2 separate regions of the Mus musculus genome follow, and region 2 is linked to region 1. Evidence: chromatin contacts called from public targeted proximity ligation data. All regions are on one chromosome and are shown on one strand. The core of a region is the stretch at or near the end of the contact, and the rest is flanking DNA. Distances in the headings are between cores, read along the strand shown. Region 1 holds the start of Hhex (hematopoietically expressed homeobox). Region 2 holds the start of Gm32294 (a long non-coding RNA gene).

Region 1 (6,814 bases), core at 2,514-5,013:
CGTGTGAGTGAATCCTCCATGTGGGGTTATGTCCACGGAGGCCAGAAGACAGTGTCAGATTACTGGAGTTACAGGCGGTTGTGAGCTTCCAAATATGGGTGCCAGGAACTGAACTCGGATCCTCTGCAAAGAGAGCAGCATGCACTCTTAAACAACGAGCTGTCTCTCCAGCCCCATGTTTATTTTTTAATCATTTATGTGTGTGTGTGCCAGCTTGAATTTATGAACACGATGTGTATGCAGTGCTCTCAGAGGCCAGCAGAGAGCATCTGGGATAGAGCCCGGTAACCCTTACTACTAAGCCATTTCTCCAGTCACTATTATGCTTGTTCTGCATGTGCACAGGTGTCTCAGTGCCACAGCCAGTGCTTGTGTGGTCAGAGAGACACCCCATGTCTCATTCGGCTTGGAGTCAAGGGCCTTTATCTGTTGAGCCATCTCTGACCCAGAGCTTTAATTATTTTAATATACAAAACTAGACTTCCAGTTTTTATACTGAAAAGTTTGAAAGCTACCGTGCAGTTAAAGCTACAGCACAGCCGGGTAGTGGTGGCGCAAGCCTTTAATCCCAGCACTCAGGAGGCAGAGGCAGGGGGATTTCTGAGTTCGAGCACCACCCCCCCCAAAAAAAGAAAAGAAAAGCAGCTACAGCACAACAGAAACCTGTCCGTTCTTCACCTAAACTCACCAATTAATATTCTGTAATGTTTGGCTTATTCCTTTCCTTATGTACACATATGCATATATTTACAGTTGTGTACATGTAAGTAACTACACCCGTGTATAGTGAACTACTGGAAGGTTGCAGGTATCATGGCTCACATTCTTAAAATCTTAGTAATAACTTTCCTATTATATTTAACTCATAAGACCAAAATCACACCTAACATTGTAGCAGTGAAATATTGCCAGCTATGTACAATTCATATTTATTCCTATTTTTTACCCCAAATCCAAAGAAATGTGTTAATTCTGTAAGAGCTTGCCAGAATCCTCATCTTCAACGTTTCACTCAATACCTGTGTGTCTAATGAGTCGTCCCTGAACCAACCAATAACAATTTCTACATTAAAAAGTATCTCATGGGCTGGTGAGATGGCTCAGCCGGTAAGAGCACTGACTGCTCTTCCTAAGGTCTCTAGTTCAAATCCCAGCAACCACATGGCGGCTTGCAACCATCTGTAATGAGATCTGATGCCCTCTTCTGGTGTCTTTAGACAGCTACAGTGTATTTATTTATTAATAAATAAAACTTTGGGCCTGAGCAAGCAGGGACTGAGTGAGCAGAGTTGACCAGAGGGAGCAGAGATCCTAAAAATCCCCAACAACCACATGAAGGCTCATCTGTACAGCTACAGTGTACTCACATACATAAAATAAATCAATCTTTAAAAAGTATCTCGCCGGGCGTGGTGGCGCACGCCTTTAATCCCAGCACTTGGGAGGCAGAGGCAGGTGGATTTCTGAGTTCGAGGCCAGCCTGGTCTACAAAGTGAGTTCCAGGACAGCTAGGGCTATACAGAGAAACCCTGTCTCGAAAAACCAAAAAAAAAAAAAAGTATCTCATTGTGTTTGATGTGTGTTTTGGGCACTCCAGCAGCCATGGTGCTACAGGGCAAGTCTCTCCACCTCTTTCTCCCCTCCCCCTCTCTCATGTGGGGTCGGAAGCTTGAACTTGAGTCCTTGTTTCCAGCATTAAGGGAGACAATCTCCCATAGGCTGCGCCACCTCACTGGTCCCAAATGTTTTATATTTGTTCTGGCATTCTCCCAGTTTTCCCACCCACCACTTCTTTATTTCACTTGAGTTCAATGGACTTAGAAATAGCATAGTTTACTACGTATTTTTTCAACTTCGCTATTGTGTGTAATGCGACACAGCAAGCAGACAGAGGGCAGAGGACAACTGTGGAATCGGTTCTTCCTTCCACCATGTCTTCCCTGGATCGAAGCTCAGGTTGCCAGGCTAGCACCTCCTCGATGATGTATTTTTCAAGGCTTAAATAACCCGGAGTTTGCCCACCGGAAGCCCCTTCAAGCAGTCTGTTGTCTGGCCAAGATGTCTTTGCGCTCACCAGAAAGAAACCTCCCAAGGTTCAGTTCTCCAGGTATTCAGAAGTCTACTCTCTTTCCAGCCCTGCCCGAAGTTAGTTAAACTTGTTCTCCTTTTTATGGTTCACATAACAGGGTGAACACACGGAGATATAGCCTTACCAGCCCCCAAGGTTTTAATTCTAATAGCGGCGCTTCACACTCACTGGTTTGTTTGTGCTAATTAACGGCTTTTGTCTGTCATTATTCTGAAAGATGTCCGTGACTCCATCCCCAAGCAGTTAGGAACCTTTATGTCAAGTCCCAAACGGGACAGGTGAGAAAAGCCCAGGGCAATAAACTGACAGACTCAACTCAAGTGCTCTTCTGACTTGGAGTCACTCACACCCTAGGCTCCTTGACACCTACCTATCTTTCAAACATTATTTCCTTTGGGAAGACTTTTCCTTTTTCAAAGTGACTCTCTCCTTTACCCGAAAGGAGGGGCTGGAGCTCCTTAAGGTTTCGACCCTTACACACGATTTCTCCCTAGTAGATGTGACTGTGTTCGTTTCCTGCTTCCACCAGGGCAGAGACTGCCTCTCTCGTTTGCTAATGACACACAGTAGTTGCTCAAGAAAATAAGGTGTGAAGTGAAACTCGGACCCAGGTCCTCTGGCTATTTCGCCTTCAGTCCCACTGCAGCTGAAGATTAATTCCAAAGGATAAAACTAAATATCTCAGTTGAAAAAAAAAAGCCAGGGAGTTTTTCTACTAATAGAAGTCCTTAGCAGAAACTGCCCAACTCAAGGTGTGGTCACCCCAGGAGGGCGTCAATCAAGAAAATGCCCCTTTGCCCCAGAGGCGAGTGAAGCCGCACAGAGCTGAGGCCACACTGAGCAGCGCACCACGGCTTTGAATAGAAAACACGTGTAAAACCTCAGAGGCCGGCTAAGCGCAGCTGTGTCCTTCAGGGCCTGGGGACAGAGGTCCAGGAGCACCTCCCACCCCCATTGGATCGAAGAACACTGCATAGCCTCTGTCCTGCGCCATACGATTAAGGTTCTATCTTGATACCGGTCTGGAGCAGATTCCGTTAGCATCCAGGGAGGTGGCCGAGCTAGGGGGTCCTCAAATAGGTCTGGAACACCTGCAGCCTCGCTGTCAGTACCCGTCTGGGACTAGGACGCAGCCAACGGCTTGGGTCTTCTCCTTGGAGCGCCGAGCTGCGGAGGTCCCCCGTTCTAGACAGTGCCACCGTTACCCCAAGAAGCGCAGCCTTCTGGCCGCCCGAAGGTGCCATCCTGCCGGCGGCCTCCTGGCCCGCAGAGTCCCATCGCTTCTCCAGGTTCCAGAGGCTGCCCGAGTTTCAGCAGTGGCGCCATCCCGTCAGGATCCGCGCCCCGCGGCGCACGTCTTGTGACCTCCTCTTCGACGGTCGCAGTCGCTCGCTAGGTGCCTGGAACCTCTGGGGGCGCCTGCGGCGCAGGAACACCCTGGCGGAGGGTCCCCGGAGCCCCACAGCCCGTGCGTCTCGGGGGCGGGAGCTGGGCCGGTGGGGGCGGATCGGCGCGGGGGTTAGTGGGGGGCGGAGGCGAATCTGAAGCCAGCGCCATTGGCCGCAGGGCCTGGCGGCAGGAAGGGGACCGAGCGCGGCCCCACCCCGCGGCTGCCCGAGCCTATCGCCTGGAGCGCAGAGCGCAAATAAATGTAGCGCGGCGCCGCCGGCCGGCAGCTCTCTGCGAGGGGCTGCGGAGCGGCCATGCAGTTCCCGCACCCGGGGCCCGCGGCTGCGCCCGCCGTGGGAGTCCCGCTGTATGCGCCCACGCCGCTGCTGCAGCCCGCTCACCCGACGCCCTTCTACATCGACGACATCTTGGGTCGCGGGCCCGCCGCCCCCACGCCCACTCCCACGCTGCCGTCCCCCAACTCCTCCTTCACCAGCCTCGTGTCCTCCTACCGGACCCCGGTGTACGAGCCCACGCCGGTCCACCCCGCCTTCTCGCACCACCCGGCCGCCGCGCTGGCCGCCGCCTACGGCCCCAGTGGCTTCGGAGGCCCTCTGTACCCGTTCCCGCGGACGGTGAACGACTACACGCACGCCCTACTCCGCCACGACCCCCTGGGTAAGGCGGCCGGGGCCGAGTGAGGGCGTCCGTGAGGAAGGCGCTCCCGGCGGGTGGCAGCGCGCGGGAGGCGGCAGGGGCGGACGGACGGGAAGCGCAGTGGAAAAGTTGCGGCGAGCTCTCGGAGCGAGCGGCTCGCGGGTGCATGCGGGGCCCCGGTACTGGGAAGCTCGGCGACTCAGATTGCTTTTCCTGCACCTTGCAGACGTCGGGGCAAGCGTAGTCGGGAGAGACCTGGGGCTCCCGGGGAGGTGGAGGAGGGCGGCCCTGGCCACGCGTGTCGCCCCGGGGTGGGTGGGGGACTCCCTTAGCGAGCGGCCCGGAGAAGAGGACGTCGGGGCGCCCTGAGCCTGGCCCCTGCAGGGCAGGGAGAGCTGCCTGCCCGGGCGGTTCCTGGGCTGGGCTTGGTTCAACAAGCTTGTGCAGTGAAGGAGCCTGACCCTTTCCGTTCATACAGGAAATCTTGAGTTCTCGATAGGAGTAAATCTGGTTTCTGAAGCTGTTAAGTGTTTTCCTGGCTGCATGAAGCAGACCCTTCCCCCGGAGTAGTGCACGCTGCTGATTATTTTATCGACATCCTCAATACAGACAAATTCAGGAAACACTCGACGTCTGATAGCCAGGATCCGTTTTTCTGATATTGTTCATTTCCTCTGTGTGGGATGTGACTTTATGGCAGCTAAAATAACCAGTTGCTTCCTCTCTGCCTCTCCCGCCACCCCCCACCCCCATCTTTGGAGGCTGTTTTGCACCAAGTCTGAAGCCTGACGCAAGCAAAATCTCGGGGGGAAAAAAAAACAATGCCAACTTTCAAAATGTTTAGGTGTAGGTCTGTGGACATAGGGACGGACGGACGGACAGACGCACCACCATCAATTTGGAGAAGGAAAGTGCAGACCCCGAACAAATACTAAGGGCTACACGTTGGCAATTTGGGATTTTCGAGGCTTGTCCTCACAACATTCCTAAGAATAAATACGCGATGGTGACCGGGTTCAGGGCCTCAGCCTCTGAACCAGTGGGGTCTAGAGTGAATAAGAGGGGGCTCCAGAGTTTAAAGTCAACAGTTTGGCAGCTTAACTGGGGACCTGGGAGACAATTAACATTTTAATGAATTGGCATTTTAATGCCAGAATTATTAAGAGCCGCCTCCAGCGCTCCTCTCTTCTCACCGCTACAGGGATTTGGGGTGTGAGTGTTATAATTTTGTACATAAAATTTGTATTTAAATTTTTCAGCGTGCAGAACATGAGTGTGACCGGCCGCAACTCTGTACCCTCTGGGGCAGGAGGGTACAACGTTTTCACATAGCTCGCCCTGGTTTCCTTGGGTTTCTGCTAGGCCTGAGCAGAAGGAAGCAAATTTTTTTTTTTTTTTTTTTTTTTTTTTGAGACAGACCAACAGGAAACACATTGACGGAAATGTTGCCATAGCCCACGGGGTGGCTTTAACTGGCCGCCCCCGCAGGCCGAGTGTGAAATCAGAGGAGGCCCGGGCGCTCTCCAGCCACTTTGGAGGCCCCACTCGAGGCCTAACACCCGCGCCCTGTGAGCGCTTCTGTGCGCCCAGCAGGCCTTGGGAAGTGCTCTCATAAAGAGCGCACCCTGAGTCTTTTGCAAAAGTTAGTGCATACAGAAGAGTCGGTTCGGTTAAATAAGATAAGGTTTAAGGCCAGCAGGGGTTCTTGGGGGTTGAAAAGATTTGTTTGCATTTAGCCACAGGTGTGCTGGGCGGGTAGTGCCGTGTCTTGAGTATCCAGAGCTGGTCTGGGTGGTAGAACGGCTAATCTGACTTTGTGTGCATTGGTGAGGAGTGTGGAAACATCCATTAACCTGAGCATGTATGTGATAGGAACATGGTTGCGTTCTGGATCGTGTCACTTGGGACCAGGTAGATCTGGGAACTGTTCAGAGGGTGCCGGGGCCTTGGTTAACCACAGCTCTTCTGGCCCACAGGCAAGCCCTTGCTCTGGAGCCCCTTCCTCCAGCGACCTCTGCACAAAAGGAAAGGCGGTCAAGTGAGGTTCTCCAACGACCAGACCGTCGAGCTGGAGAAGAAGTTCGAGACTCAGAAATACCTCTCCCCACCCGAGAGAAAGCGTCTGGCCAAGATGTTACAGCTCAGTGAGAGACAGGTCAGCTTCCCCTCACACCCAAACACACCATCAGGCTTCCATGGAGCTAGCGGAAAAAAGCCACTACTGTAAGCCACTACCGCGCACTGCCGGCGCATTCTGACCCCGGCCCAGCTGCAGGGCCCCATAGCCCCGGCCCCTTCTCCCCAGGTCCCCCGGGATTTGGGACTTTCTTGCGAACCTGTTTTCTTTTCTGTAGGTCAAAACCTGGTTTCAGAATCGCCGAGCTAAATGGAGAAGACTGAAACAGGTATCGACATGGCTCTGTTTCTATGGAAATAAATGTTTGTATCATGTTATCTAAATGCGGAGCCCTGTTATGGGTTGTATGCAAAAGTCATTTGAGAGACTATTTAACCTCTTCACCTTGATTAAAAAAGCAAATACTCCTGCCGAAATTCAGGATGAGTTGCTCAGGTGTCACTAATGCTAAAAGCCACCTAATGCAGTTCCTATATCCATTATGCCAGGGCTTCACACACTGGCCAGTAAACCCGCCTGGCTAATTGTTTTATAAACCCCAT
Region 2 (7,048 bases), core at 969-3,468, 54 kb after region 1:
AGTCTGTTCCTTTCAAGGCTGCCCATGACTCCATCGCCTTACCAGAGCCATTTTTTTCTTAGTCTCAGAGCATCAGATTTGTCAGCTGTGACCTTTGAAGTTGTTTTTTTTTGTTGTTTCTGACTTGGCGCCATCACATTTTTCTGGCTTTCTCCAGTAACCGGAGGTCAGAAGAGGGAGGTCGACAGGACCGTGGGCTTGGTTCCTTGGCCTTTAAAAACATCGTCCAGATCTCTGTTCCAATTGTCTCTTTATAAGGACACCAGTCAGAGTGGATTAACCCATTCCTGAGAGCTTCCTCTTAGTTGATTGATACCTGACTCCCTTTTCCAAGTAAGTCCACATGCTGACGTTCTGAATGGTTATCAAGCAACCTTCTAGACTTTACTTTCCCTCCATCCTGCCCTTGGCCTCTGCTGAGAAAATTCATCATTTATATCACCTTACAACTGAGGATACCCAAAGGAATTTTGGAGGGACTGATCCAATAACCCAGTTGATAATATTCAGATGCTTCTAGGACCCCTTAAATTTATAAGGATCAAACTGGACTTATCTTTTCCGCAGAGCTGTTGTTTCTCATGAGTCTTTCAGTCTCAAACTGACGCCATGGGTCATTTGGCTATGGGGGTCTAGCTCACCACCACCACTACCACTGCCTCCTCCTCCTTCTCCTTCTCACCCAATTCTGTTAATTACACTGCTCCAACAGCCACCACATAGCTCCTTTTCTTTTTTCTCTGCTGTCACTTTGTACATCGATTTTTTCATCTCTTTTAGCTCGAATTCTTCATCTTCCTCATCATCGCCGTTGTCGTCTGCTTCGTCACAGCATTTCACAATGTAGCCCAAGCTGGACTCAAACTCAACAACCTTCCTGTCTCTGACTCCTGTGCTCCACCATACCTGGGAAGCTAGAATTATTATGACTAATAATGATAATAATAGCCAGCCTTTATCTTGGAATTAGTGAGCAGCATGTCCTTACATGAGAGCCTTTTTGCTTTTGCCCTTTTCAATGTATTTTGCTGGTGTTAATCTATCGGCCCCTTGTCCTACTTTGAGTGTGATAAGACACTGACAGACAGTGGGCCCGGCCATCACTCTCCCTGCTTTACTGCTTTGAGTCAAGGACTCTTATTGAATCAGAAGCTCCGTGTTCCTGCTTTATCCTGGACTGCCAGTGTGGCCCTGGGATCTGCCCATCTTGTCCCCATCAATGCTGGGTTTATAGGCACACATAGACCCAAAGCCCTGCCCTACTTTTTATGTGAGCCCAGAGGATTTGAACTCAGATCCATGTTTTCACAGAAAAAGCTCTTACCTACTGAGCTATCTCTCCAGCTCCTCCCCTCCTTCTCAACCCCTCCCACTCCCATTTTGAGACAGAGTCTTTTGTTGCCTTCTAATTTGGATGACCTTGAACTTTTGATCTATCTGACTGCATGTCCTCACACCCACTTGTCTGCTATGCTGAAGAACAAACCTAGGACGTTTTCTTACATGCTAGGTGAGCTCGCTACCAATGGAACTGTGGCCCCAGACATTATTTCTTTCTTCTAAATTTTCTCAATCCACTAGCATTGAACACAGTCAAATCTTAAGTGTTCACCAGCCACATGTGGCAAGTTATAAGGTGACAAAGACGCTGGCCATTGTTAAAATCCGGATAAATTAGCCTGACGCTTGCATAACAACTTGTCCATTTTTCTTTTTCTTTTTTCTTCCCTTCTTCCTTCCTTCCTTCTTTTTTTCTTTCTTCCTTCCTTTCCTTCTTTATTTTTTGTGGCAAAGTTCAGTGCCCTTTAGAGAGGAGGTACTTAACCAAGGTTTGTTTTTCTAATGGAGTTATTTTCATTCAGTTGAAGTTTCAGTACTTGTTTTATGTAGATAGTGGTTAAAATACCTCCCTGTAGCCAGGAATCGGTTTTTTTTTTTTTTTTTGTTAAGTCATGAAACAGAAAACAATTCATACATTTTACTTTGTTTCTCTGAAATGAGAGATGCTTTAAGAATGTGTTTGTAATAAGATTTGCCAAAATTTTTATCGTACACAATAGCTCCCTCCCCCCTTCCTTTTGGAGGATTGATGGGTGGATGAAAGTTGGGACGGAAGAACTGACAGTGGTTGAGCAAAACAACGCGGTCTGAAGAAAAGGCTTCAGGGAAGTGACACTGCAGAACACTAGAATGCTAGCTGTAGGAAGTCTCCTCTTCAGAGGATGCTGGGATTTATGTTAATTAAAGTGGGCGGAGTCTGGGAAGACTGACAGTCACAGGCCAAGTTAGAACTAGACTCCTCCAGGTGCTATTTCCTAGGATCTGTTGCTCAGGGTTTGCCCCAACAAATTATTTCTTAGGCAGATGTTAACGCCACTTACCTTTCTCTGATATTAATGCTCCCAATCTCATTATTTTAGGAAAGAAAAAGGATGTTTTCTGTAAAGTGTGTCACTTGGTTTTTTTTGTTTGTTTTTTGTTTTGTTTTGTTTTGTTTTTCGAGACAGGGTTTCTCTGTGTAGCCCTGGCTGTCCTGGAACTCACTTTGTAGACCAGGCTGGCCTCGAACTCAGAAATCCGCCTGCCTCTGCCTCCCGAAGGCGTGCGCCACCATGCCTGGCCTTTTTTGTTTTTGTTTTTATTTTTGTTTTTAATTTAGACTTTTCTTCCTTTTTTTTTGGACAGAGACTTACTTTGTAGCCCTAGCTGTCCTGGAACTCACTAAACAGAACAGGCTGGCATTGAACCCACAGAGATCTGCCTGCCTCTGCCTCCTAAGCACTGGGACTTAAGGCATGTGCTGCTATACCTGACTTCATTCCTGTTTTTTTTTTTTTTTTTTTTTTTTGAGGTAGGGACTTGTAAACTAGCCTGGGCTAGCCTTGAACTTGTGATGCTGAGGACAAGCCCCACACTTAGCCTGCACATGATTCATAATAAGATGTGAAAAACCCTTTCAACAAAAATAATTCAGTTTGAACACGGAAGCACTAACATATTAGAAATATCTGCAGAAAATCAACTGGGAAAACCCCTCAGACCATTGGGTTCACCTGAATTTGCTCTTAGGCGCAGGCAGCCAGGTTGTTCACCGTGGCCACAGAGAGAGCAAGGATCCAGACTTTTCAACACCTGTGTCAAGAGTTTTCTTTTGCTAGAAGCAGAACCAGCATTTATCAAATACTGGCTGATTGTTAGGCGATGGGTTAAACACTTTTCTCAAATTTCAACAACCTAAAAAAAAAAACCCTCCAAATAGAAAGCATTTTAGGTTTAGAGGAAAGAGCACGACTCTCTCAAATGTTCTGTTGGCATTTCCTTCACGTTCTCAAATAAAAGTGGGCAAGATTCTAAAAATAAAGGTGGCTCCCATTTCAGATTCTAAATACGCAAAAGGCTCTTGGTGGTCTCTGCCTGGCTGTGTTTTGAAAGCTACATAAATAAGCCTCAATTCCCAACAAAAACTCAACTTATTGTAGGTAGTTAAGGTTGGAAATTATCTCTCTGGTCTGCCTTGCTTTGTCTTTTGTTCATTCACTATTTCTCTTTTCTTTTTTAGTCTCTCTTTCCTTCTCTCTCTCATTCGCTCACCTCATTTCCTTCCTCCCTTCCTTCCTTCCTTCCTTCCTTCCTTCCTTCCTTCCTTCCTTCCTTCCTTCCCCCTTCCCCCTTCTCCCCTGCCCTTCTGTTTTAGAGAGTGTGGTGTTTCAAGGCAGCTTCTGTTGAGATTCCAAGCCTTCTGACTGTGAACTGTGTGAGGACCTGAACCATCTAAAGCAGTGGTTCTCAACCCTTTTGTGGGTTAAATGACCCTTTCACAGGGGTCACATATCAGATATCCTACATAGGAGACATTTACGTTATTATTCAAAACAGTAGCAAAATCCCAGTTACGAAGTAGCAATGAAACTTGGAGGGGGGGGGGTCACCACAACATGAGGAACTGTCTTGAAGGGTCGCAGCATTCGGAAGGTTGAGAACCGCTGCTCTAAAGGGAAGTAGAGGCTCCGAGTGGTAAAGGATTGTGCCTAAGGTCAACTGAATAAACTTCTAAGATCAGAAAGCTGCTGACAGGTCTGTGGAGACGGCTCAGCGTATGCCATGCAAGCAAGAGGACCTGAGCTCAGTTCCCAGAATCACGTAACCAAGCTCAGTATGGTAGTGCATGCTGGGGAAGCAAAGACAGGAGCTCCCCTGGGATTTGCTGACCAGCTAGCCTAATCATCAAGTTCCAGGACAAGTGAAAGACTCTCTCAAAACCAGGGTGGACAGCACTTAAGAAACCACAGCTGAGGTTGTCCTCTGGCTTCCACACGTGCACATGCATATGTGTGCACACACGTCCAACACACACGTGCAAAGCAACCTGAGCAGCAGTGGTCCTGTCTGACGGCTTCTGTAGGTGTCAGGCCTTTTGGTTGTTTGTTCATCCTCAAAGTCTTTAACCTCCTTTGAAAGTGTTCAGGGGCCATTGGCAGCAGTCTGGGAATGAAAAGAAAACCTCTATTCTCGTTCTGCGCTACAGAATCCCTTGAGGTGAGGGACAAGACTGCCTAAAGGTCTCACACAGAATGTGTTCTCAGAGATACAGGGGTCTTGACTTTGGAAAAATAGCAATCCACAGAGAAAGCTCAAGATGGCAGTGCTTGTGCCTGGATTTGCTTTTGGACACCCAGGTTCTCAGGCCTTCTGGGAAAACATTGCCACGGTCTTCCGGCACAGTGGCTTCCAACAGAGGCATCTCAAAAGGTATGGTGTAGAAGCAGCAGCCTCAGCAGGAGACTGGGGTGGGGGCAGGATCATACCAGAGCCCCATCTGGAAGCCTCAGTGAGAGAACCTGGAAGCAGGGATGGACCAGAGGCCCCTTAGCAACCTGCACCGACTGTCAGCTCTGAGCCCGGCCTTAGAAGCAGCACTGACATTTGTTCTTCAGAGACAGCTAGTTGATGGAGGACACTACTTGGAACTGGGCTAAGACAGCATGCTTTTGATGTCACCTTGTATGATGGGAAAGAATGGGCTCCCATGATACCAACCTCCTACCTAGATGCAAGACCACTATAACTCTCGAATCACATTAAAGTAATAGAATAACCTGTGGTCGAATTGCTTACTGTTTATAGCCCTACTTCCCCCACCCCCATCCTACCTAGAGGTTTAGTCAAACAGACTTAACCTTAGTGGAAAACTTTGATGCCCTAAATTCCTGGAGGAATTTGATGGACGTTAAAGCTGATGTATGCTTTTGGAGATTCGACACCAAGGAGCCTGGCAAGCAGAATACTGCGTGAGGTTAGCAAAGTTAGTGGGGTACAGAACTGGGAAGCTAGCCCAACCATAAGCACCTGCCATGCAGTGCCAATCCTGGAGTTTGGGTCCCCAGCTCACATGTGAATGCAGGCAGTGTCCAGGAGGGGAGCAAGCTGGCAAGCCACATGAGCCGAACTGGCAAGCTCTGGCTTCAAGCAAGAAACCAGACCTCAATGTAACAACACGGAGCGTGATCAGGGAAGACCCTCTGTGTCAGTTTCTGACCTCCACATACATGTGCCTGTATTTGTGGAAGTACATCAGAACACACACATACTACTATACATACAACCATACAACCATACAACCATTCAACCATACATACATACATACATACATACATACAGGCACACACCACGCATATTAAAAAAGTGGGGAAGAGTTAGTGGAATGTTCACCAGATCTTAAGACTAAACCCCAGTTCCTACATGGGATCTACAAGTCCTGTAAGCTCTGACTTCCCCTGACTTTCCAGCCTGGTGACATTCCCTCTGTCTCTTCATTCATTTGATTCCTCAAAGGCAGAGACTTTCCCCAGCACAGAGCCTGCCTGTCCCGCCATAGCTTGTCCCCTGGAGCTCTTTGCTTTGTTCTTACTTTGCCTAGATGATTCAGGCCTCAGCATTGCATCATAGCTTAGATCTCTGATGGCTCCCTCATCAAAAAAGGGACCACTCTGTCCTTGTCAGAGGCTGAATAGTGTTTGGGTTGTACATTTATTTGTCTCCCTACATATGCTGGAAAATTCTAAGTTGTGAACTTTTTTTTCCCACACGTTTACCATTATTTCCTGGCATATATTGGGAATTCAGAGAGGATTTGCTGTGTAGGGGCAAAGGTAGGTACTCAGTTGGCAAGCTGAATTTGATCCCCAGCACCCAAATAAAAGAGCCAGATGTAGTGGCCTGTTTTTAATATCAGCAATGGAGAGAGAAAGAGACAGGCAGATAGATCCCTGCTTGGGGCTCATTGGTCAATCCTAGACCTTGCTTCAAAAAACAAGGTAGATAACATCAAAAGGACACCTGAGGTTGACCTCTGGTGTTCACACTCATGCGGGGGCATGTATGTCTGTCTGTACACGCACATGCCCACGGACACGGATACACACATATGGATGTGGAAAAGTTACTAGTACTGAAATAAAATTTAATGAAAAAAGAAGTTACACTGGTTAGTGAAGGAATGAGTTGATGTGTCACCTGAAACGTCCCAGGACATTCTCCACTTAGTGGGTGTTTTGTTGTTCTGAGACACAGTCCTGCCCTCTGTCCCAGGCTGGCCTTGAATTCGATCCTCCTGCTTTCCCCCCTCCAGAGAACTAAGATTCTAGATGTTTACCACCACACATGGCTTTTACTGGTTGTTTATATATGACACAACCTACACAAATACTCGGTGAAATCGCCCCTTTGACCCCATTTCGGCAATGTGGAATCAGCTATCTGTCTCTAGGTAAGTTGGCATTAATTCCAACGGGTGTTTATTTAGACTGAATAGGCCTCTTTAGTGGCTCAATTAAGAACACCACCTTGCCAGTTCCTGCAGCCTCGGTCCCATCCGTCTGAATTCTTGCTACATCTCGGTGAAGTTTATGGGGCCAAGAAGTTACCTGAGACTCAGGGCTTTGATATCATTAGGAGAGAAATCTTGAGCAACTTTGCCTCAAGTTCAAATCAAGGCATACATGAAATCACCACAGGGTCACCTATCTGTAATCTGTTTTGTTGCTGGGAC

Evidence for each region.
Region 2: a contact with region 1 is called in a targeted proximity ligation map of the HPC-7 cell line, with 11 times the contacts expected there. A contact is called at or near these places in 10 of 39 promoter capture datasets (3T3-L1-derived adipocytes, the C10 cell line, the HPC-7 cell line and 5 more), 41 of 484 Hi-C or Micro-C datasets (the 63-12 cell line, B cells, the Ba/F3 cell line and 26 more), 22 of 130 datasets of targeted methods (the 230-238 cell line, the G1E-ER4 cell line, the HPC-7 cell line and 12 more) and 3 of 9 other capture datasets (adipose tissue, liver and macrophages).

The regions. Positions count from the first base shown.
Region 1 is chr19:37,431,078-37,437,891 of GRCm38.p6, forward strand. It overlaps Hhex (hematopoietically expressed homeobox), which reads left to right and starts at 3,764. Exons shown (of 4, transcript NM_008245.3): 1 at 3,764-4,156; 2 at 6,112-6,290; 3 at 6,490-6,540. The coding sequence starts at 3,793.
Region 2 is chr19:37,486,868-37,493,915 of GRCm38.p6, forward strand. Gm32294 (a long non-coding RNA gene) reads left to right here and starts at 6,732. Exons shown (of 3, transcript XR_386679.2): 1 at 6,732-6,766.